3 separate regions of the Sus scrofa genome follow, and all the other regions are linked to region 2. The links are chromatin contacts, called in public HiChIP or PLAC-seq maps. All regions are on one chromosome and are shown on one strand. Each heading gives the region's core, a stretch centred on a gene start, on an enhancer-like site or on the middle of the called end of the contact. The rest is flanking DNA. Distances are from core to core; before and after follow the strand shown. Region 1 overlaps LOC110256752 (a long non-coding RNA gene). Region 2 has its middle 190 kb from the start of TOMM20. Region 3 has its middle 24 kb from the start of IRF2BP2.

Evidence for each region. HiChIP or PLAC-seq counts read pairs in DNA pulled down with a chosen protein or histone mark.
Region 1: an H3K27ac HiChIP or PLAC-seq map of skeletal muscle shows a contact between it and region 2. The contact joins two enhancer-like sites. A contact is called at or near these places in 1 of 47 Hi-C or Micro-C datasets (skeletal muscle) and 1 of 2 datasets of contacts at active chromatin or transcription factors (skeletal muscle).
Region 3: an H3K27ac HiChIP or PLAC-seq map of skeletal muscle shows a contact between it and region 2. The contact joins two enhancer-like sites. A contact is called at or near these places in 1 of 47 Hi-C or Micro-C datasets (embryonic fibroblasts) and 2 of 2 datasets of contacts at active chromatin or transcription factors (alveolar macrophages and skeletal muscle).

Annotation. Positions count from the first base shown.
Region 1 is chr14:56,604,791-56,608,963 of Sscrofa11.1, forward strand. LOC110256752 (a long non-coding RNA gene) reads left to right here. Exons shown (of 2, transcript XR_002338680.1): 1 at 1-352; 2 at 2,887-3,212. LOC106506002 (a long non-coding RNA gene) reads right to left here. Exons shown (of 3, transcript XR_002338684.1): 3 at 3,943-4,173. Among named protein-coding and RNA genes, the nearest start is that of IRF2BP2, 61 kb to the left of the region's middle. Within about 2 kb of position 2,686, at least 28 of the 83 cell types and tissues checked have an H3K27ac peak or open chromatin away from gene starts, as enhancers often do. A contact at or near this core is called in skeletal muscle, where this site is marked.
Region 2 is chr14:56,305,201-56,308,944 of Sscrofa11.1, forward strand. No RefSeq gene overlaps it. Among named protein-coding and RNA genes, the nearest start is that of TOMM20, 190 kb to the left of the region's middle. Within about 2 kb of position 2,376, at least 22 of the 83 cell types and tissues checked have an H3K27ac peak or open chromatin away from gene starts, as enhancers often do. A contact at or near this core is called in skeletal muscle, where this site is marked.
Region 3 is chr14:56,568,029-56,571,884 of Sscrofa11.1, forward strand. No RefSeq gene overlaps it. Among named protein-coding and RNA genes, the nearest start is that of IRF2BP2, 24 kb to the left of the region's middle. Within about 2 kb of position 2,028, at least 4 of the 83 cell types and tissues checked have an H3K27ac peak or open chromatin away from gene starts, as enhancers often do. A contact at or near this core is called in skeletal muscle, where this site is marked.

The DNA.
Region 1 (4,173 bases), core at 1,436-3,935, 300 kb after region 2:
TTCAAGCTTGCAATTCCGCTGTCATTTGCCCGACGGGGCTGTGATAAAGAACAAGGATAAAAAAAAAAAAAAAGTCTGCCAAAAATAGTGCCACTGAGAAACTGACACCCGGGCGAACTCAGGGGCCAAGGCCGGCCAGGCTCTACGCTCTCCCAAAGGACAGCAGCACTGAGGACTTGTTCTGACGGGGACATGTGTGACCTCGGCTTTCAGCACCAAGGAGATGGGGACAGATCGGGCTGCAGAGAGAGCTGCCTCTGTGAATCCCGGAAGAAAGGGCAGGGAGAACAAAGTTTACACTGAAAATCTGGACTTTCCAAGCAGCATGTTGAGACAGACCCACAGCAGACAGGTTTGCTGCGGGCCCGGGACTCGCCTGGGGCGGTGGCTGCAGCCTGGAGATTCATCTAGAAAGAATATAACACTGAGCTTCCGTCTTTTTCTACTCTTTCTGGGCCTGTAGTTCTCCAGGTGGTACCCTAGGGGCCTGAAAGAGGGAGACTCCCCCCTCTGTAACCAGGAGCTACAGGGGTGGCAATGGAAGGGACCACTGGCGAGGTGGCAGGCTGACTTCTGGGTTCTGCGCCCCTTCCCCCCAGGGAAGGGGACCAGAAGACACCCCACCTGCTAGGTGACTAGGGAGGGCACACCCTGTACAGATGTTGCTGATCCAGCCAGCCTTCCTCGGGTCCGGGAGTCAGGTGCTTCCTTGGAACTCCCTAGCTGCCCTGACAGGGAGGTTGCCTCCGCTCCAGCTCACAGGTGGGGCCACTGAATCTCAGAAAGGTTCACTAATAATGTGCCCAGGTCTCGCCTTGGACACGGTCGATCCTGGGAGTCAGTCAGATCCAGGCCTTTGGGCTACAAGTCCAGCGGCAGTTGCTTCCGTAGGAGGGTCCACTGGCCTGCTTCAGAGGGGGCCTCTGCCCACAGATGGGGACAGTCATGCAGTCTGCCTTCACCTCCAGGGCATCGTGTCTCCCAATAGACACTTGGTCCCCATCTTCCTGTCCTGATGTCCCACTGCCCGTGTGCCCTAAGGAACCACTGACCGGAGTTGAAAGTAGCCATCAATATCTGGCAACCGTAAAACCTGGGGTGTGTTTTGTTGATAAAAACCCCCCAAAGGAAACGACCACAGGAGCTGTGAGGAGTCCAGAGTGGGAGATGTTTTCCAGAAAGGGCCCCTCCAGGGCCGTGGCTTCAGGACAGTCTGTTGCAAACAGGCCCCAAGAATATCTACCATCATCACTGTTAGCGCTGCTGTCGCCCTGGCACCATCAGACTCCACATCTGGGGGGCGCTCCTAATTCTGGATTCCTTGGAGAGCTTGTGGGGCCTGGCTGTCCCCCCTCCTGCTGTCTGTCTTCTGTGTCACTCCTGACTGCCTCCCGCAAGCAGAGCATTCCCTGGGGAGGTTTCCCCGGGGACCCTTTTCTCTGGCTTCCTTACGCAGCTGTCACACTGTCCCACTTGTTTTTCAAGAAGGAGGTCCCCAGGGTTTCTTCAAGGCAGACCTGAACTTGACCCTGCCATGTGGATTTGTCCCCTCTCATCTCCCCGCCCCACCCCCCCGGGAAAGGGGGACCCAACCCAGGCACCCATGGGCGGGTCCTAACAGCCTCTTGGCCTCTGCAGTGCATCACCTGTTGTTTTCTATCCAGAATATGCGTTTGGACATGGAAGGATTTCAGCGGTTCCTGCAAAGGCAAACCTCTCTGGAGGAACCAGAGATGTCTTCTTGGCAGACCAGCTTCACACCCCACAGGGCAGTCTGTCAGCAAAGCATTTAAGGGGATGCGTGCTTAGGTAACACATGAGGGAGGGTAGGTGAGGGAAGCCATCATCCAGCACTTGATCATGAACTTCATATCCGCCAAAGGTGTCTTTTGTTTTTTGTTTTTTGTTTTGTCTTTTTGCCATTTCTAGGGCCACTCCCGCCGCTTATGAAGGTTCCCAGGCTAGGGGTCTAATCGGAGCTGTAGCCACCGAGGGAATCCGAGCCGCATCTGTGACCTACACCACAGCTCAGGACAATGCCGGATCCCTAACCCACTGAGCAAGGCCAGGGATCGAACCCACAACCTCACGGTTCCTAGTCGGATTCGTTAACCACTGAGCCACGACGGGAACTCCTTTACCCGCCAAAAGTTTTTAAGTCATTGCTGCTAGCGCTTCCTCCCAGACACCCTTAGGAGGTGGGTAGAGGCTGGTGTCCTCCTTTTGAGAATAAGGACAAGGAGAGGGAAATACCCCCAAGGACACATCCATGGAATAAGAAGGGTCAGAGGCCTCGGTGGGGAGGTGTTCCCCTCAGCTAACCTCCACTCCTGCCCCCAGCCCCATGTGCCTCCAGCAAGCCAATGCCGAGGATGTTTCTGGAGTGCGGCTTTCACCCAGGAATTGTCTAAGATGTTAGCTTGCTGGGAGCGAGGCTGAGGTCTCGGTCACTGTCACCTAGCATGTGGGTGCTGTGCAGTAAGTCACCGAAAGATGCTCACCTACTGAGCACAAAAAAAGCAAACTCTCACTCTCCAGCCACTCCCGAGCCAGCTTTGAAGCAAGATGTATTTTTAAACACAAGCCTCGTACAGAAAATGTTCCCTCGCATGTCCCCATAGCCTACTAATGGGGCAACTGTTGGCAACCAATACCACCAGCCCGTGCTCAGGGCTGTGTTCTCAATTTTTCTTTCTATTCTTGTCCCCTGGCATATGATAGGGGTTGCTGTCCCGGGAGACTGCAGGCTACTGACGGAAAAGCTTGCAGTCGGTTCTGGCCTGCTCTCAATTTCCAGACTCTCTGATTTCGTTCAAACGCGGGACCTGTGGACCTGTGTCCCTTTACCCAGTTGGTAACTTGGATTTTTTTGTATTCTTCTTGCAGATTCCATGGAATAGCCTGATGTTTCCCAGAAGGCTGGGGACCCCCACCGCCCGCCCCCAGCAGTGCCCCAGGCTGACAAGGGGATTGAAGTCGGAAAGTCAGACGCCTGTCCAGTGCCTGAGAAAGCGGCCTCTGTGCTCCTGCTGGATTTCACAGCAGGGCCAAGGGCCTCACTTCCCTCCTTTGCAAAGGAAAATAGCCATTCTGGCATCAACTTTGCTGATGAGGATTTATCTCCGAAGCCAAAAGGAAAAAAAGTCACCTCTTGAGTCCTAATTAGAATGATTCCTCTACTTAATTTATTCAGGATAGCCTCCTGAATTGGCCTGGTGTGTCCTTGAGTATTGTTACTATTACTGCTGCTGTTGCTGTTGTTGTTTTAAAGAAGCCATTTCTGACCAGGGGCTGGGGAGATGCCTTTTGTTCGCCTCTGGGCCCTGCGGTACCGGCCCCCGCCAAGGGAACCATTCCTGCACTGCTGTGTTTATTTGAGTTATGTAATATAAACAGCTCCAAGGAGATGGGCTCCGCCACTTTTTGTTTTTAGACTCCGACTTCACTTGCCCTCTGCAGAGCTTGGCGCTTGGGTGGTTTCCTCCAGCCTCCTCTGTTTTGCTGCTGGGGAACACAACAGCCTGCCGTTGACCCTTCTCTAGGACTAGCCCTTTCCTTCTCAGACCCAGCAACGAAACAGAGACGCTGCTGAGGCTGACAGTGTCCTCAAAGGCTCAGCCTAGGCTGGAGGTGGAGGGGGCATCAGAATGAGCTGTCTTGGGCATTAAGCTTTCTCTGTAGCTTCTTCACTGATACCTAGTTCCTCCAAGTCAGAAGTATCCCTTGGTGTTCCCATCATGGCTCAGCGGTTAACAAACCCGACTAGCATCCATGAGGATGTGGATTCGATCCTTGGCCTTGCTCAATGGGTTAAGGATCTGGCGCTGCCGTGAGCTGTAGTGTAGGTTGCAGACACGGCTCGGATCCCACGTCGCTCTGGCTGTGGTGAAGGCCAGCAGCTGCAGCTCCGATCAGACCCCTAGCCTGGGAACCTCCATATGCCACAGTCCTAAAAGCCAAAAAGCCAAAAAGCTAAAAAAAAAAAAAGAAAAGAAAAGAAGTATCCCTAGAATGTCTGAAACATAATTCCGTGTCGCATATGGATTCACACCTGACTTTTCAGGAACACCTCTGATGTGTAAAACACATGTGACTATAGTTAGGAGGCGAGTTCGAAAGGTATTGCAGACATCAGCTCCACATTATTTTACTATTTGCAACCCCTTAAGTCAA
Region 2 (3,744 bases), core at 1,126-3,625:
CCTGTGCCTGCTCGGGGTCCCCAGAGGAGATGGAAAAGGAGGTGGGAAGGAGAACTTCCTGTCTCCCCGATCTTAGCTAAAAATCTCAGCTCCGCCAGTTACTAGCTGTGCAGTGGTAGGTGTGTCTGAGCTTCCTAGTCTGTAAAGCAGGGATCTTCATTCTTCCTTGGCAGGATGTGTTGTAAATATCAAAGGCAGTGAAGGGTTTGACACAGGCGAGGAATTTGATAATAATATCCTTCTTATTCAGAGCAGTGTTCTCATGCCCTTATATTGTTTTCCTTAAATAATTTGAACAATGGTTCTCAAACTCTGGCCTCTGGACCAGTAGCATCAACATCACCTGGAACTAGAGTTCCCGTCGTGGCGCAGTGGTTAACGAATCTGACTAGGAACCATGAGGTTGCAGGTTCGATCCCCGGCCTTGCTCAGTGGGTTAAGGATCCGGCGTTGCCGTGAGCTGTGCTGTAGGTCACAGACGTGGCTCAGATCCCGCGTTGCTGTGGCTGTGGTATAGGCCAGCGGCTACAGCTCTGATTCCACCCCTAGCCTGGGAACCTCCATATGCCACAGGTGCAGCCCTCAAAAAACAAAAAACAAACAAACAAAAGACAAAAACAAAATCACCTGGAATTTGTCAGAGATGCACATTCTCAGGCCCTGCAGTTGAGGGGTCAGGGGTGGGGTGGGGCTCATGATCTGTTCTCACAAGCCCCCTGCCCCCCACTTCCCCGAGGGAATTCTGATGCACAGTAGAGCTGGAGATCCTCTGAATTAGAGTATCTTTCAGAACCGCTTGTGTTTCAAGGTCATTTCTTTGGCCTGTTTGATACGCTTGCTTGTGATTTGGGAGAGATTACTCTCAAGGACCGTCGAGGCTTGGCTGACACCTGTGAGTTGGGATGCGAGAAAGGGCCAGGGGAGTGCCATCCTCCTCCTCGTGTAGATGAGGGTCTTTGATCCACAGATCAAGCTTCTGGGCCTTGCTTTTCATCCCCAAAACACACACACACACCACACACACACACACACACACACACACACACACACGCCTCCCACCCCAAGGAGGGCTGTTCTCCATTCCCTGGGCATCGGAAGAGTGCAGACGGACCCTGAGCCTTTCTATTCCCTGCCAGGCCAAGTAAAGCTTCTCTCATCTTGGATCTTGTGGAAGATCCAGCCAGAGCCTGGTGAAGAGGGGCTCCCTGATGACCAGATATGCTCCAGGAATGAATTCCGCGTACCGTGCCACCAGGGCAGCCAGGCCAGCACTGCGCCTGAGCCCAGACAGCGTTCTGAGTACCATATGGAGGCTGTGATGGTGGGGAAACCTGATGCCTTGGTGTTGCCGTGTTCTGACCAGCCGTCTTCCAAAGAATGTGAGCTTGCTTTCATGTGGTTTGTTGTCAGCCTGCTCACAGAATTATTGAAGGAGGGCGCATCCAGGCAACACATGGCACTTGACTTTGAGGTCTATGAGCAGCTGCCCTTCCTGAGGGCCTACTGGGTGCCAGTCACTCCACAAGAAGCATGAAGTGTTTAGAGACTGGAATGGCCTCTGTTCTGAGAGCAAAACACTTCAAACAACTGCCCAGAATTTTGCAAATATCCAGGTACTTGGCGTTTTAAATGAACTTGGCATCAGTGTGAGTCTTTGACATTTCACCTCTCTTTTTGAAGGTACCGTGATTTCAGAGTGAGGCCAATCTGGCTTTGCTTTTGGCTCTGCCACTCATTAGCTCTGTGACTTAGGGAACCTCCCTGAGCCTCAGTTCCCTTTTATCTTCAGTGGCGATAAGAGTCCTTGCAGAGCTATTGGGGAGATGACAAGAGATCCACCATGTCTGGCACATGGTCCCTGAGCTGAAGTTGTTATTTTGGGGTTTGCCTCTGGGCAAAGCATTGGAAAGATAATATATCTCATTCATGGAAAAAGAACTTTGACGTAAGTGTTCCAAAATGTTAATGGATGAAAGATGAAAAGTTTTCACGACTAGAAAGGAGAAATCCTTCCAGCAATGTTTGGGTTTCTGGTTTCACCGTATCTCACAACATACCCCATGGTGATTTCCATACGGCAGTCCTTCTGGACCCCAGGTGAGGGACATGTGCCCACAGCTGGACCCTTGAACCATCGTCCAGCCTGTCAGCCAGCCGAGGAGCTGACTCAAGGCGCCGAGCCTGGCCGCCGTTTCCTCTGTGACATGTTTGTCTGGATCACTGACTGACACCGCTGGGAGCTTTGGCCCGCTGAGCAAAGAGTTCTAAGAACTACTTCTTGACTTTTTACTGTGATCTCATAGGTCAGGTCACTTTGGGGTGGAGCGTGTTGTCCAGATGAAAGGACGTGAGAGACAATGTCCAGAGAGTTTCACGGGCTCTGCAACAGAAAGGCGTTGGTGCAGAGCGACTCTGCCGAGGCTGACGGCTCAGACCCAGGCCTGGCCGAGGGGGGCTGTTTGTAATTCCTGAGGGCCCTCAGCAAATCAGGCGCTTTGAACGCGGAGATGGGAATTAGGCAAAAAGAATGGAATGGGCGACTCTTAAATATTAACAGAACAGCCCAATAAACTTGTCAAACCTTTGATTTATTTATTTTTCTTGTCTTTTTAGGGCTGTACCTGCAGCATATGGAGGTTCCCAGGCTGGGGGTGGAATCGGAGCTGTAGCCACCGGCCTACACCAGAGCCACAGCAACATGGGATCCGAGCCATGTCTGCGACCTACACCACAGCTCACGACAACGCCGGATCCTTAACCCACTGAGTGAGGCCAGGGATCACCTGGAGGCCTCATGGATACTAGTTGGGTTCATTACCCCTGAGCCACAATGGGAACTCCACCCAAGACTTTTGTAAAGACCCATGGAGGCTTCTAGAAGATCATAGAAGCCTATAAGCCCCTCCTTCCACCATGCACTTAAGGACTGTGTCTGCTCCATACAGGACCTTTGACCTCTCAGATGTAGAAACAGAACAAAGGCTTGAACATAACGCGGAAATATTTACCCCTTTGGAGTAATTGTGCGTGCCTTTATTTTGGCCTTGCTGAAAAGAGCAATATCATGTTTAGAAAAGAACATTTGCAAAGAAGAAAGACCTGGAACAAACCACAGCCTTCCTGAGTTGTTGACAGCTATTATTCAGTGGAAACCAAAAAATATTGCAGCATTGTTTTAACACGAACATTGGAAGTGGCTTCCTTCCAGGGCTTGGCTGATGTAGGTACCTGGGATCCGCAGCCAGAGCCTTCTGGGCTGTTTTGACTTTTTCCCCGATGGTGCTTGTTGATGCAGCTGTGGAAGAGTCTGGTGTGTATCCTGAATCTGCAATTGCTTCCTTCGATGGGAGTCAAATGTTTCCAGGGTCTGTCACTGTGTCTTCCTGAAGTGCTGCCTGCACCATTTCCAGGGTTTTCGCTGTGTTGGGGAAAAGCAATCTTTTCACTGTGGAGAAGCTTCTCGAGGTTTCTCAGAATCAGAGCGGTAGGTGTGGCCAGCAGATAGATTTTAGTGAACCAGGGAAATAGGAAGCTAGGAGGAATCTGGAGGCATTTAAGAGAAATTGAAGAATTCCTCTTCCAGGAAGGAGTATTCTTCTCTATCATCAGTTTTCTTCTAAAACCGGGCAACATGCAACTGGCCTATTTTGAGCTCTCGATGTCGTGTCACGGACCTGCACACCCAGCCTTGAAGCTGACTCACCCTGTGCCCTGCTGAGGTCATTTCATGTCTCGTTTTTCCCA
Region 3 (3,856 bases), core at 778-3,277, 260 kb after region 2:
GCTCAGGGGGTTAAGAACCCGACTAGTATTCATGAGGATGCAGGTTCCATCCCTGGTCTCGCTCAGTGGGTTAAGGACCCTGCACAGCATAGGCCACAGATGCGGCTAGGATCTGTGTTGCTGTGCCTGTGGTGTAGGTCAGCGGCTGCATCTCCAATTAGATATTAGACCTCCTAGCCTGGGAACTTCCATATGCCTCGGGTGCAGCCCTAAAAAAAAAAAAAAAAGAAAGAAAGAAAGAAAGAAAGAAAAAGAAAAAAGAAGAAAAAAAAAAAAAAGACTAGCACTGGTCTTGAAGGGCTTTTGGAGTTTTGCATATTGAATGAAATACTCTACTTAAAATGTTTAGTGCGCCTGCTCTCCTTAGTACGTGCTCAGCATGTGGTCCTGGGTATCAGAATGTGCCTGTACCCATGTCCTGAGCCAACACTAGGACTAAACAGTGCTGTCTGTGCCCTTCTTTGCTTCTCTCTCCTAGCAACCCCAACTCAAACACTAGCTACTGAAATACTAAACCCCGTTAATAGGCAGCTTCATCTCTGAGACACCTCCACAGTGCAGCATGGACCCCACTTTGACCTCCACTGCCATGTTTTCCTGCTAATTTTCTGGTTAATCCAACAATTTGAACAAGAGTGTTATCCCTGCCCCCCACCCCCACCCCCCCATCTCCCACCGGAAGACAGACATGCCAGCAACTGGTGGGGAGCTAGGGTCATGGCAGCACAGAGGTAAATCTTGCCCAAGAAACCCTGTAGGAGAGCCCACAAAAGAAAGAGGCTCTTAGCCAAAGGAGATTTTATTTTGCAGTTTCCAAAAGGTAAGGGAACACTTCCAACTTTTTTTTTTTGTTTGCTTATAGGCTCGGAATTTAAACATAGGACACTGAATGGCCAGAACCTTGGCCCACCCCTGAGTACCCGGGGCAGGTTGCCAGCACCAGGAGTTCGAGTTTCTGCCCAGTAGGCTTGTAACCTGAACTTTCTATTTCTAAAATCCCAGTTCTCAGTAGCCAGCACACATTTTGAGCCACAAAATTCTGAGAATTATTGCCCTTGTCAGCTGCTAAGTCACATGCCCTTCAGTCTGCTCCCTGCTCCTGGTATAATAGTACTTCTGTTAGAGCCTATGAATTTCACTGTCACATAAAAATTGGCAACTCTTTTAATACCACCCAAGGCTTGCCATAATCACCCAGAAATATACCGTCGGGGCTGTCATAATTCATCCATTTTTAGGATCCCTCAGGATCTCCAAATACAATGACTGATAGCAAATTAATAGATACTTTGGATCTTCCCATTTAACTTCATCAAAGAACTGACCCCCAGGATGAAAATTTCGTTTAATTAGGATAATATTTCATATTTAAAGAGTGCCTCCAAGCCAAGAAGCCCAGAGATCTTATCTCTTCATTTTCTTTCTTTTTTTTTTTTTCTTTTTTTGCTTTTTTAGGGCTGCACCCTCAGCATATGGAGGTTCCCAGGCTAGGGGTCTGTCTAGTCGGATCTGCAGCTGCTGGCCACAGCCACAGCAAAGGGGGATCCGAGCCGCATCTTCAACCCACACCACAGCTCACCGCAATGCTGGATCCTTAACCCACTGAGTGAAGCCAGGGATCGAACCTGCAACCTCACTGTTCCTAGTCAGATTTGTTTCCACTATGCCATGACAGGAACTGCTATCCCTTTATTATCAAAGCCGCATTGCCCGTCACTCAGAGCCAACTCTTAGAGAACAGGCATGTTTGTCCCCATTTTGTGGATGAAAAGAGCTTGCACACTGCTGCACAGTAACATGTAAAATGACCATTACAGAGTTAGGGGCTAGGGATGTGAACCTAGTCTCCCCATTCACACTTCACTGCTGACTTTATTTCCTTAATTTATGTCTATGAACTATCAGCAGCACAAAAATACATACAGAATCTTTTTTTTTTTTTAGCACATGTTTAATGAATAGGGGATCCTGTGTACATGGCAAAGCTGTAAATAGATGTCAGTGGTGGAATGCTGGGCTGGACAAATATAGAACGCAGCTTGTGCTCAGCAATTTGTTGCGCGCCCCCCCCCCCCCCCCACAGAGCCCTGGGCTGGTATGTTAACTGGTCTGTTTGGAAGATTTTTTTTCTTTTCTTTTTTCCTCTTTTTTTTTTTTTTTAAAGGTTCGGTTCCATGATAGCACAAAGAGCCTTGTGTTACGTTCTCAACACTACTATTTATACCCTGTGACCCATTAAGCACTGATTCCTTGGTTGGGGTTCTCCCAACATCTTGAGAAAAAAAAAAAAAGGAAAAAATAGCCTGACTGGAAAAAAAAAAAAGAGCTTTCATTTACAATACTTGAGTCAAGAATTTGGAAACATGACCCCAGTCAAAGCCTTCAGAGGCCTTGGTATCAAATGTTGTTATTTTTGGGTGGCTTGAAAATAAGGCTGCTTGAGGAATGGACAAGGTGCCCCAGTGGCTGTGACAGGAAGCAGAGCGGAGCCGGGGTGGGGGGGCCTCAGCCAGGGGCAGCCCGGTGCTGGGCTGGCCCCACAAGAGGAATGGGCAACTTGGCCAGAGCAGAATATCAAGGGCTCTCCTGTCACCCTCCCTCCAGGCAGAGGGAGGCGTGATGGCCACATCTCCCTCCTGGTTTCCCAAAGGCAGCCTGGCGCGCTCTTCCGCCCAAATACCCTGGGAAAGAAAGCTTGGTGATGTCTAACCCCCACCCCCTCCTCCAGGGGATTTCTTTTTATTTAAATACACTGTTTCCCCTGAAAGGGAACTGCCTCCCCCTTTGGGGAGAGATGCCCACAGGAGATATTTTTATGCTCTGTCTGCAGTGGGTGAAAGGGAATCCTGGCTTAAGATAGCACCAGTCATGCCCTCCAGCCCCGCGGGGCAGAGTCAACGTCAGAGCTGAGGCATTGCCTATGTTTGGGAACACCACTCACTTGCCGTGTCCGCCAAGTCTCCCTTCCAATTCACGCGTGCCCATGCAAGCACACGTACACGCCTGCGCACATGCACACCTGTGCAAGAACGTACACGCATAATGAACAATATATCCATCCATGCAAGTACGCATACACGCACGCGTGCACGCACACGCATGCACGCACACGTGCATCCAACTTAGGCGCCAGATGGCCATCTGCCCGTGTTGTGGACACTTAGTACATAGTCAAAAATTATTCTGAGGGAGCGGGAGGGACCTGTGTGTGATACTCCTCTGCGAAAATAGCTAAGAAAGGCATCACATGAACTGCTTCCTGAGCTTCTACTGGAGTGAGAGGCAGGAGGTCTCAACCCCATTCCTGCATTATTTACAAGCCCTCGGAGTTACCTTCTCAGAAAAGGTCTTTAAAATATTTTAACTTGATTCCTCTTTGTAAGAAAACCAATGTTTAACTGCCTATGAACCCTTTAAAATATAAAATTGTCTCTTTGGGCCATAAGGGTCATTTTTTCATGTCTCTAAGGCTGCTTCTGTGCACCCACCGACTGGCCCATCCAGTAAAGTTCTGCTTGTCCCTTCATCTAACTCAAATACCAATTTCTTCACACGCAGTAAAGACACTCACTGTCCCAACTCTGAACGTTCAATGCTTGAGTTGGGATTGGATGGGTGAGGAGGGCTTAGCGGGTAACAAGGTAGTTGGGGTGTGAGTGCAGGTAGAGGAAACAATTGCTACAAGCCAGATAGAGCACCTTCTAAAAAGGGAAAAAAGTATGAGACCGCATGGGAGAAAAGATGGGAAAGTGGTGAGAGATGGGTTGGAAAAGTCATAAACCTACATTTCCCATGTTCTTGGAAGCCAAGTTAGCGGGTTCTATTTTAATTTAAATACAACGGGAGGCCATGATTT